2 separate regions of the Gasterosteus aculeatus genome follow, and region 2 is linked to region 1. A link is a contact called in public Hi-C data. All regions are on one chromosome and are shown on one strand. The core of a region is the stretch at or near the end of the contact, and the rest is flanking DNA. Distances in the headings are between cores, read along the strand shown. Region 1 overlaps rerea (arginine-glutamic acid dipeptide (RE) repeats a). Region 2 overlaps rerea (arginine-glutamic acid dipeptide (RE) repeats a).

Region 1 (4,863 bases), core at 1,090-3,589:
GTTAATGGAGCCTCCTCACACTAATCACCGCTTGCTAGGTGGAAATTAAGGTCAGCTGTGATGACCGATACTGGACTTATGGACGAGGGAATCAGGTTTCCAAGAGTTTTAATCTCGACCAAATTTCTCCGGTCATAACGCAGTGGAGGTGCAGCACACGCCATCTTTGGCGCCCTGGTGCTGTGTTATGGAGGCGTTTTGGCAGTGGTCTTGGTTTAGAGAGGGGATTGAGGTTTGGCGTTTGGGGGAGACTTGCCGTGGGAGGAAAAGGTCTCTCGGGGGGGGCGAGCGTGTCCTGAGCGCATGCATATTCACTCAAGATGAAGAAGGAAGGGCCAGTTTGTCTTTGTCATCATCCACGTCGCCCCCAACGTCATCACATACAATAACCCTCAACTCGCAGAGCACGGAAAGCATTTTGCTCTCACATGAGCGCACTAGAATATACGAGTGGACATTTCTGGGCCCGTGGAGCTCGTCTTAGTTGCTGGACGGATGGGTGGTTTGATGAATGCTGTTGCGTGCCATTTGCCATTCGGATACAGCTTGTAGGGCCGAGATACGAGCAGATTAGACTGACGACGGGTTTGCCACAGACTGATTGAAAAACAACGACCGGGAGACGGACGAGTCGGCGTGGGCGGGTCTTTGGTGGCCACGTTGTCTCTCCCCGCGGAAATTCCAGAGTTACTGAGGGGGATTTCAAAAATGAATGGAAGCTATTCATACGTGGATCTAATCCTCAGATTTACTGCCATTTAATCTGTGGTTATGGCAGCGCTCTTGATGGCTCTAATGCCGTCAAGCAGATGTCCCGGCTCAGCCGTCCAGGTCAGGACACACCTGGCGACACCATTGAGCCGCGGCACTCTGCGGCCCGGCGCACATTTCACCTTCTCCCCGGGGGCCAACTATCGTACAAAAACGCGTCTCGGTGCGTCTGAAAGAAACTTGAGCCAAATGTTAACGTCAAATATTTTTGAACTCCAAATCCCCTTTGAATTTGGATCTTGGCGCGAGTATAAATTGTTATGTGCTCATGTGGAGGGTTTCCGTGTGTATTTGTGCTATTTTTGACAGTGCAGCCGGCTCGCCGTGCTGTTTGAGACCGGATGGAAAGAGATGCTTGGATTTTATTCACTGCACACCTGCCGTTCTCTTCAGGAGTTCAGGAAGGGAACAGACCATTTCACTTCGATACCCAGGCGGCGTTCAGGAGGCCTATTGCAGTATGAGTAGCCAGTGAATACTAACAAGTTGAAGTGTCATTTTGTACTTCTGGTAAATATCACCGATCAATTTTACCATGAAGAAATAATTGATCAGGAAACTAGCTGCATCCTCCTCTCGAGAGATGTCCGTTAGTTCCGCTCATCAATCCTGTCATCCTGCCGTTCTCGCAGTATTCAGAGCTTTATGACATGACATAAAACAAACACATAGGTTGTAATATTTTATTCTATATCTATATATTTTAAATCATGTAGAAATATATTCCCATGTTGTCCTCATCGTCATTAATTTTGCAACCAACCAAAAGGTGATTTGATTTGGATGTTGTATGTGACTGCGGGCACAAGCATGACCTGAATCCACACACGTAATACACCTCTCCAGTCGGTGCGCTATTGAAATGTAGCAGATTGATAGTGTGTGTGTGTGCGCGTGTGTGTGTGTTTCTGGGTGTTAAAGAGAGTTAATGCAGAGAATCTCCTGGTGTGCCGATGCTGAATGTGAAATGTCAATGTTATTGAACAGGTGCTGCGAGGCAGAGCTGTGATGTTTTTATTTCCGCGCTCTTGTCAAGCAAGGCAGAGAAGAGAGGGCTCATGGAATAAGGGTGGAGGTTCAGGGGGGGGGGGGGCGACTGTGTGTGAGTGTGTGTTTAATAGTGTGTGCAGCAGGCACGAGTACCTAGATCTGTGTGTATCCAGAAAGGTTTATTGTAAAGAGGAAAATGAATATGGGCTCAAAATAAATGTTCACAATCTCTTCATGAAAAATGTTAACTGCACTGTGAGGGGGCATTATCATTTTTTTTGTTCTTGCAGCGGCTTCGTTCACCAGGTGTTCAACGTGATGCCAAATATGGCTGCTGCCTTTATCTACTGTCAAGCTGTTATCACCTTGTTTGTTCCATTTGCACGTCATTTATGATTTTTTTTTTGTATCCCCCTTTCCTCTCTGTGTGTGTGTGTGTGTGTGTGTGTGTGTGCGTGTGCGTGCGTGGTCTTCCCCTTTCAGTTTTGTCGTTGCAGATTGTCGTTGTGTCAATACTTGTTGAGAGGCAGTGTGAGCTAAGAGGTGAATGCAGTCAAGGTTAGTCAACAATCCTTCGTGACACTGCAGCACCCACTAACAGTGTTTTCCCCTCTGCACAAACCCCACTGCCCTTCACCCGAGATGTTTCTATTCCCCAGCCGCTGGACGTTGATCATGTTCTCTACCTGCCCTTGGTCCTCTCAGCCTTATATCTCTCCATCATCATCAGCCCCCCCTCCTCCCCTCATTGTGCTTTGTCTTCTCCGCTGTGCTCCTCCTCCTCCTCCTCCTCCTCCTCGCAGCCATCTTTCTCACTACTTTCTGTTCCAGTGGAGAGAACAGCTCAGGCCTGTCAGCACTCATTCATCCCTCAACTGCTATCTCGCGCTAACCCACTCCTGTTTCTGTGTCCCGATGCATCATTTCCTATGTTTTAGCGTTAACCTAAGCCGCTCCTTCCTTTGTGATACTGGCATCAGCGTGTCTTTAAGCCGTCGATCTGCAATCGGCATCACTGCCGTTTCCTTTCCGCGTTGTGCTTGTATTTCCATTGCAAGCATGTGAAAATGTAATTACTGTTTTGCCATTTATGCTTTAACTCGTCCACCATTTATATAAAAGAAAAAAAGAAAGAGGGAGAAGCGGCAGGGAATCCAGTCATGATACGGGGGGGGGATGGTGGCGAGTGGGGCTGCAGTTCAAAGCCGACTAGCAGGTTACTTAATGAGTTTTGGTAATTGGCTTGCGGTGGCCTCCTCGCATCCCTGCCCTCCTGCTGCTGATGTATGCAGGAAGAGGGAGAGTGCTCTGGCTTCCACTCCCTGTCTCAGTCCTTCCTTCCATCACGCCGCCCATCCATCCAGCCATCCCTCTTCCACAAGCAGCCTCATGTAGACAGCGTTTCACCAAGCAGCCTCTGTCTTGTGTTAGCTTTCCACTCTGCTCAATGTCAAATATCAATGGCGTTAGCCCATCTCCCATTCCCACAGTCTCCCCCATCTTGTTTGCTGTCTCTCACAGGCATACTCCCTTCATAGCGCGCACACGCGCAAACACACACACACACGCGTTCTACGCTAGATGCTTCATGCATTATGCAGAATATGTGCATCCAAACAAGCAATTTGCAGAGTTTCCAGCTCACCACTTCTGAGAAGTAATTCTCTGTGTGTCCACAACAGCGTAATGCGAAACACATTTCCATGCTCAGTTGATTCATACGTTCAAACAATAAAAAACAAAGAGTTGCGGGATCGCCATGTAATCAGGAATGACACCGAACATATAATTCTCAGATTTCAGCACATTATCTCCTCTCCAGAGACATTAAAGGGACAGTTCTTCTTCTTTTTTTTAATCACTAGAGGAAAAAAACGCATCTAATCTGGTTTGAATCTCATTAACTCAACGTATAGCGATAGTCGTAGGAAAGAAAATCTTGGAATTGAGAGACCTTTTGCTTTTACTGGGGCTTGTTTATTGCTTTGTTTGTGTATAGCAAGCTTGTAGATGTAGTGCCTTTGGGGACCTGCACTAGTGAGGCTAAGCTAATATATGATCTGGCTAATGAGCACGCTTCCTACCTATTCCCATTAATTTCCATTTTGTACCTTTTTTAAAAAACCCTAAATGAAGCCGTTAGCAGTTGCAAGACTGCTGCCAAGCTTTTTATCTACTCCCACAGTTGAGCGGTTGATTCTGAGCGCTTTTGGGGTCGGGAGGCCAAAGCACAGCTAAGTGGCTCCTCTTGACCCCAGCACTGATCTCCCAACTGTCTCCTCCGACGGCACACAGACCGATTTTACCCATTCGCTCACACAAAAACAGTCCAACATCATAAACATAACCTCCGCGTGTCTCTTTGAACGACGACGCACCATCTTCTCGCCGCACTGTGTGTTGACATGCCGACAGCACATTTGCCTCCTGAGATTACTTCTCTGCTGTAATTCAGGGCCAAATTGGAAAGAGAATGAATGCAAGCGACGCAAGATGGAAAAATTCAAGATGTGACAAATTAGCTTCAGTGACTGGAGACTTTCTCAACTATAATGGATGTGCTTATTCTAGTTATCACTATGTATCCGTAAACTAGATGGAAGGATCATTAGCGCACACGGAGGGGCAGCCGAGTGCGTCCGGGGCAAAGTAATTGATTTCAGAAAAAAAAACACTAGAGATCCAGCTTTGTGGCCCATACGGTGCATTTTAACACGCGCGTTGTGAATTATAGCGTAGGGAGCACCTCATTTTTTCATTTTGTTCACAAGCCTGCCCCCTCCCCACCCCCCCAACCCCTCCAACCCCCGTCCCATCCCCCTCTTTTTAGCTCAGCAACAGCAGAGAGCTGCGCCTCCCCCGCGTGTCCATGCGGTGGCAGTGTGCGGAGGTGAGACGGCCCGTGTGCTCCACTCGCCGAGACGAGTAACCGCACAGGAATCACACACCCCAACCGCCACTCTCTCTTTTGTCCTTTACACTTTCATGATCCCGAGCCCCGCTCCCTCCGCCGGCCGCCGCCGGTTTTCACCGCGCAGGGATAGAACTGCACTAACTGCATCCAGAGCCGAGCTTCAAACGCCGCTTGTTTATCTTAGCCGG
Region 2 (4,863 bases), core at 1,124-3,623, 52 kb after region 1:
AAGTCCTGCCCTCAGTACTTTCTCCTTTACCCGGGTCTTTGTAGTAGTGTGGTCGTACACAGGGGCCCCAGCGCCAGAGTTGACTGCACACACATGCAGCCACACAAAGAGAACTGCACAGCCATTATGGATCCAAGGGGCCAGCCACCTTCAGCCAGTCGGAGGGAGAATTAACCAACTCGCACAAAGCCCGGCTTGTCCTGGCTGCTTTTGGAACCGTGATCAATGCGCTGCATCGCCATTTGTTTCTGCATTCATAGCGAGATATTTTAAATTTGTTCTACAGTGACAATACTATTCAGTATTTACAAGGAGGCCGTGTCACAAAGCGCTTCACAAATACAGTCAAATAAATAGAGTCGCCAACATGAGGTCGAAACAAAAGTTCTACAAACAATATGGTGCAGACAAAAGATGAATTAGAAGAAACCAGTTAAAAATCCAGGAGTCAAAACATGCCTGAAAAAAACTATTGTGACCCGACCCGAAGAAAGAAATGACCGTACATTCTTATAATATTCCCAGTATATAATCATCTGACTGCCAGCCCCCGTGTGATGAGTGTAGCCATGAATGCCACAGGCTGAGCCACTGAAGGGAGGAGGGGTCCCATTGTGCTCGGCCCCAAAGCACGGCTCTCCGATTTATATCTCCTCCTCGCTGAATGAAGGGGCAGCCTTGTGTCCTGGGGGGGTTTCAGTCGAGCGGGAGGAGGAAAGCTGTAACTTTAAATCTGAGGAAATGAGAAGGTCTTGCTCCTCCCTACTTTAATCCGACCTTTTCTCTCTCCTCATCTCCTTTGCGCTGCTTCCTTGCACTATATCTTTTTTTTTCTTCTTTATCCGGTTGTTTCGTTTCTTTCCCTCAGTAGTGGGTCAGTAAGTCTTTTGGCCTCTCCGCGGTACGCAACATTCCCAGGGTTTAGGGCCCAGGAGGAGGGAGGGCAGGGCCATGTTTAGCCTCTGGCGGGACAGACAAAGATGGCCGACGGCGTGCGGGGCTCGGCTCTCTGCGGGCAGCGTGGAATGTCTCTAATCAATTCAGCATTTTCGTTCCCCGCACATGTTCTCCCTGTGATTTCCTTTGGCAGGAGAAAAAACAAATGGGAACACAATACAACTCTGGTTTTGTGTGGCGAGCCTGAGCAGTCGATCATTCCCCTTGATTTTCTCCTGGTGTTATCTGCTCATTTCTTCCTCCCTGTGTGTGTGTGTGTGTGTGTGTGTGTGTGTGTGTGTTTAGGATTGTGATAATTGAAAGCTGTGCTTCTCTCCCACTACGCGCTGCATATCTCTCTCTCTCTCCTCTGAGGGGGCTTAACGCCGCCACGAGCTTCTAAACAGCAATCTGCTTGCAGCAGCGGCTGCTGCTTTGTAGTGACGAGGATACCGATGATCGCACCCCCCCCCCGTGCTTCGTCTCGTTCCGTGGGGTTAAAATAACGCAGGCCTCGTGAATGAGCTGTGAAACCTTCTCCGTCTCGCATCAGACGCCGTGTCCCCGGGCCCTCTAAAACCCCTTTGATTTCTCGGTACCACCGGCAGAAAATGACATGTTCAGGTAGCACACTGCCAGTGTTTAACAGTCGCCTTAAAGTATTAATTATGTATAAGTGGCGGATAACTACTCGTTGTGATGTGTCAGGCCTAGAAGGCAGCAGTGTCTGAACACCGGATAGAAGAGAGGTTGGGATGGGTGGTAATATGGCGGGGAGGGGGGGGGGCATGACGTCATTGCACACAATCCTCCACTCACACGGCACATGTAGGTCTACGTGCTCGGAGGTCCGTCCACATGTATGGCTCTCTGTTGAATCACAAGCAAAGTGTGTGTGAATCCAGCTGCTGTTTAATACGTCCTGGCTCACTTACCCAGTCATTCCACCTCCCGGCTCAAGGTTGGAGGAGGGGAGGAACGGGCAGGAAGAAGAAAAAACCCATGGTATCGGTGGGGTTGGAATGAGAGAGATGGAGGGGGAGGAAGGGAGGATGGGAGGGAGGAATGGAGGGAATGGGAAAACCAGAGGTGGGCTTTGAGGGTTTAGGGAGGTGATGATTTGCTTGGCTGCGTGTGCTCAGCCTCCTCCCCAGTGACACAACCGAACAATGTACTCTAAAGGCTTTAAATATCTTGACTCTGACCTCATGTTCCTACAACACACACGCGTGCGCGCACACACACACACACACACACACACACACACACAGATACAGTTAAGAGCCAGGAAACAGGGGAGGTTTGACTGTCTGTTTTAGATTTCCGTAGACCCCCGCCTTCCTCTGTTTTTCCAAATTGCTCAATTCTCCTTTTCTCCTGCGAGTGGTGCAGGTGTCTCAGTCGGTTCGTGCAGTGCAGCGTGGCAGAGCCCCCAATACAGACGGCTAGGAGTGTGTGTGTGTGTCTCTGGACTGAGACACACACACACACACACACACTCCTAGCCGTCTCTCCCTCGCATGTTCTTTCAAACCACTGTGACGATCAGTTGGGCTTTTGTGAAGGCACAATAAATATTTTATAACATGGAATGAAAACGCTAGTTTGCCCTTTTCATCTCTCACATTCGTGTTGGCTTCACTCCCCCCCCCCCCCCCCCCCCCCCCCGTTCCCTCTGCTGTTTTGTCAATGAGTGGCCCTGATGAAGCTCTCTTCTCACCTCAGTGCTGCCACCTGCTGGTCATCTAAGGGAATACAAGCCTCTGCTGACTTGCACTTTATCAAAAGCCCAGTGGGTGGCAGCACTTGATGATTTCATTTATGGGTAAACTGTAAAAGCTGTAAAAGTCTGGATATAAAAAAATGTATGATTGGAATATGTCACTTATGTCATTAAGGGATAAGAAGCATTGAACTCTCCCTCCCGCCTCGTTCCTCTTTCTCTCTCCACTCTCCCTCCAGCGACTGCTATCCCACTGTTTACTTTATTAAAGCTCTAAATGCTTCTGCAATCCCTTTTTAATTGACTCGGTCTCTCTGTGTGCTTTCTGGCATCAGCCTGCGTGAGTCATACCCCCCCACCGCCCCCCCCGACACAAAATCAAACAAAATGATGTCTGTTTATCTTAGCGTGGGATCGCTCTTTGTCTGCTGCTCACTCGCCCTGTGTCTCCGTGTGTCGCAGAGTAAACGGGACCATCTGCTGATGAATGTGAAGTGGTACTACCGCCAGTCAGAGGTGCCCGACTCCGTCTACCAGCACCTGGTGCAGGATCGCAACAACGAGAACGGTGAGGCTGCCTTTTGTTTGTTGAAACACATCCGTGCATGTGCACCTCTACTGTACACACACACACACTGACACAGTCAATACACTTTCTTCCCCAGTAACACAACACTCCTTCACAAACACACCCACACACACACCTGCCGCATCGCTCCAGAAAGCCGGGCGAGTGGGGGGGTGGGGGGGGTATAAGCGTTAGCTGTGAATTGCATTTCAAACAGAAGCCGATGTCCCAGGCGACCGAGCCAATCCCGCGGCTCCAGCGCCGTTCCCACGGTAACACTCCTTCAAGCCAGACAGAAACGCTGTCGAGTGTTAATAACTCACGATGTCATGTGGCCTTTGAGCGCTCTCTCAACACCATCGGTGTCTGTTGGCTCATCACACTCCAACACAGACACGCCTCCCTTTTGTTTTAGCAGCTGGAGGTCAAATCCTGATGACAAGAAGGAAATCTGACTCTGCATCCACTCGTGATAGTACATAACCTGCTCAGTGTGGTTGCTCAATGTCCTGTGTCAAAGTGTCCCTGAGCAAGACGCCTTCATGGCTGCACGCAGCTCTCACTGTGTGGGGTTAAACGCAGAGAATAGTTTCCCAACGAGATTAATAAAGGATACTTGGGTCGTTTTTTGAAAACTTCTCACTCGGCATCAGTGAAAAATCATCAAAACAGGATATTCAATGTTTGCATCAGATGTCTCGGTCCATAATGTGCCGACTGTGTGTCGTCCAAGTAATACCGACTAAGGTGGAACATCGTTGCGGTTCTTCCCACGTTTGTCTTCAGCACTGAATGTCACATAGGCACATTGTCACCTCTGTGTTTCTGCTCTTCCTGCAGACTCTGGCCGGGAGTTGGTCATCACAGACCCGGTGGTCAGAAGTCGAGAGCTCTTCATCTCCGACTACGTGGACACTTATCATGCTGCTGCTCTCAGGTAAACAGACATTTGAATATACTTATGCCCATGTGCACGCACACACAGCTTTATAATCCCAATGGTAGAACATGTACACCTCTAAATATCCAGGAATAAAACTTCTCTGGCAGTTATTCTGCCAGAGAAGTTTTATTCCTGGGGCTTTGTTGAGTTAATGGTTAATCTCTCTTATGTACCTGTAGTTTGTTTTTTTACCACATGGAAAACTGATGTAAACTTGTTGTCAGGTATAGTAATTCATGTAAATAATATACTTAGTGACCAGTTTTCCGCCATCGTGCACTTAATCCTGTTATAAAGACTGTTGTCACAGACGAGATTAATGACCTACACCATCTGTGCTCCAGTTTTCACTGTTGTAAAATACTCACCTGCTCTGATCCAGATTCAGGAGACAGAGGAATGACTCTTTACTACAATCTGTATTATTTGACTAACTAAATAGGAATAATTCAAAAATGTTCATAAAACCACTTGTTTTTCTCTGACTTCATCAACTCCCACTTGTGCGTGTGCACACACACACACACACACACACACACACCTGTCAGAGTCAAACGGATGGCAGTCACTCGGCAAACAGACGGCATCACTTTCTTGGTCTGAATTTGGTTATTCTGTTGCCGTTCTGCATTAGTGCCTCTTCATTCCTTCCCGTCCGACCACCTCTCACCTCCTCCCCCTTCTCACCATAAC

The links. A called contact is a pair of places that touch in the nucleus more often than the background predicts.
Region 2: a contact with region 1 is called in a Hi-C map of liver, with 3 times the contacts expected there. The contact joins two enhancer-like sites. A contact is called at or near these places in 6 of 6 Hi-C or Micro-C datasets (blood and trunk muscle, liver, skeletal muscle and 2 more).

What each region holds. Positions count from the first base shown.
Region 1 is chr2:12,099,047-12,103,909 of fGasAcu3.hap1.1, forward strand. The region is part of intron 1 of rerea (arginine-glutamic acid dipeptide (RE) repeats a); the gene reads left to right. Among protein-coding and RNA genes, the nearest start is that of rerea, 23 kb to the left of the region's middle. Within about 2 kb of position 2,340, at least 1 of the 9 cell types and tissues checked has open chromatin away from gene starts, as enhancers often do. A contact at or near this core is called in liver, where this site is marked.
Region 2 is chr2:12,151,113-12,155,975 of fGasAcu3.hap1.1, forward strand. rerea (arginine-glutamic acid dipeptide (RE) repeats a) reads left to right here. Exons shown (of 22, transcript XM_078093062.1): 4 at 3,122-3,227; 5 at 4,068-4,164. Among protein-coding and RNA genes, the nearest start is that of samd11, 66 kb to the right of the region's middle. Within about 2 kb of position 2,374, at least 4 of the 9 cell types and tissues checked have open chromatin away from gene starts, as enhancers often do. A contact at or near this core is called in liver, where this site is marked.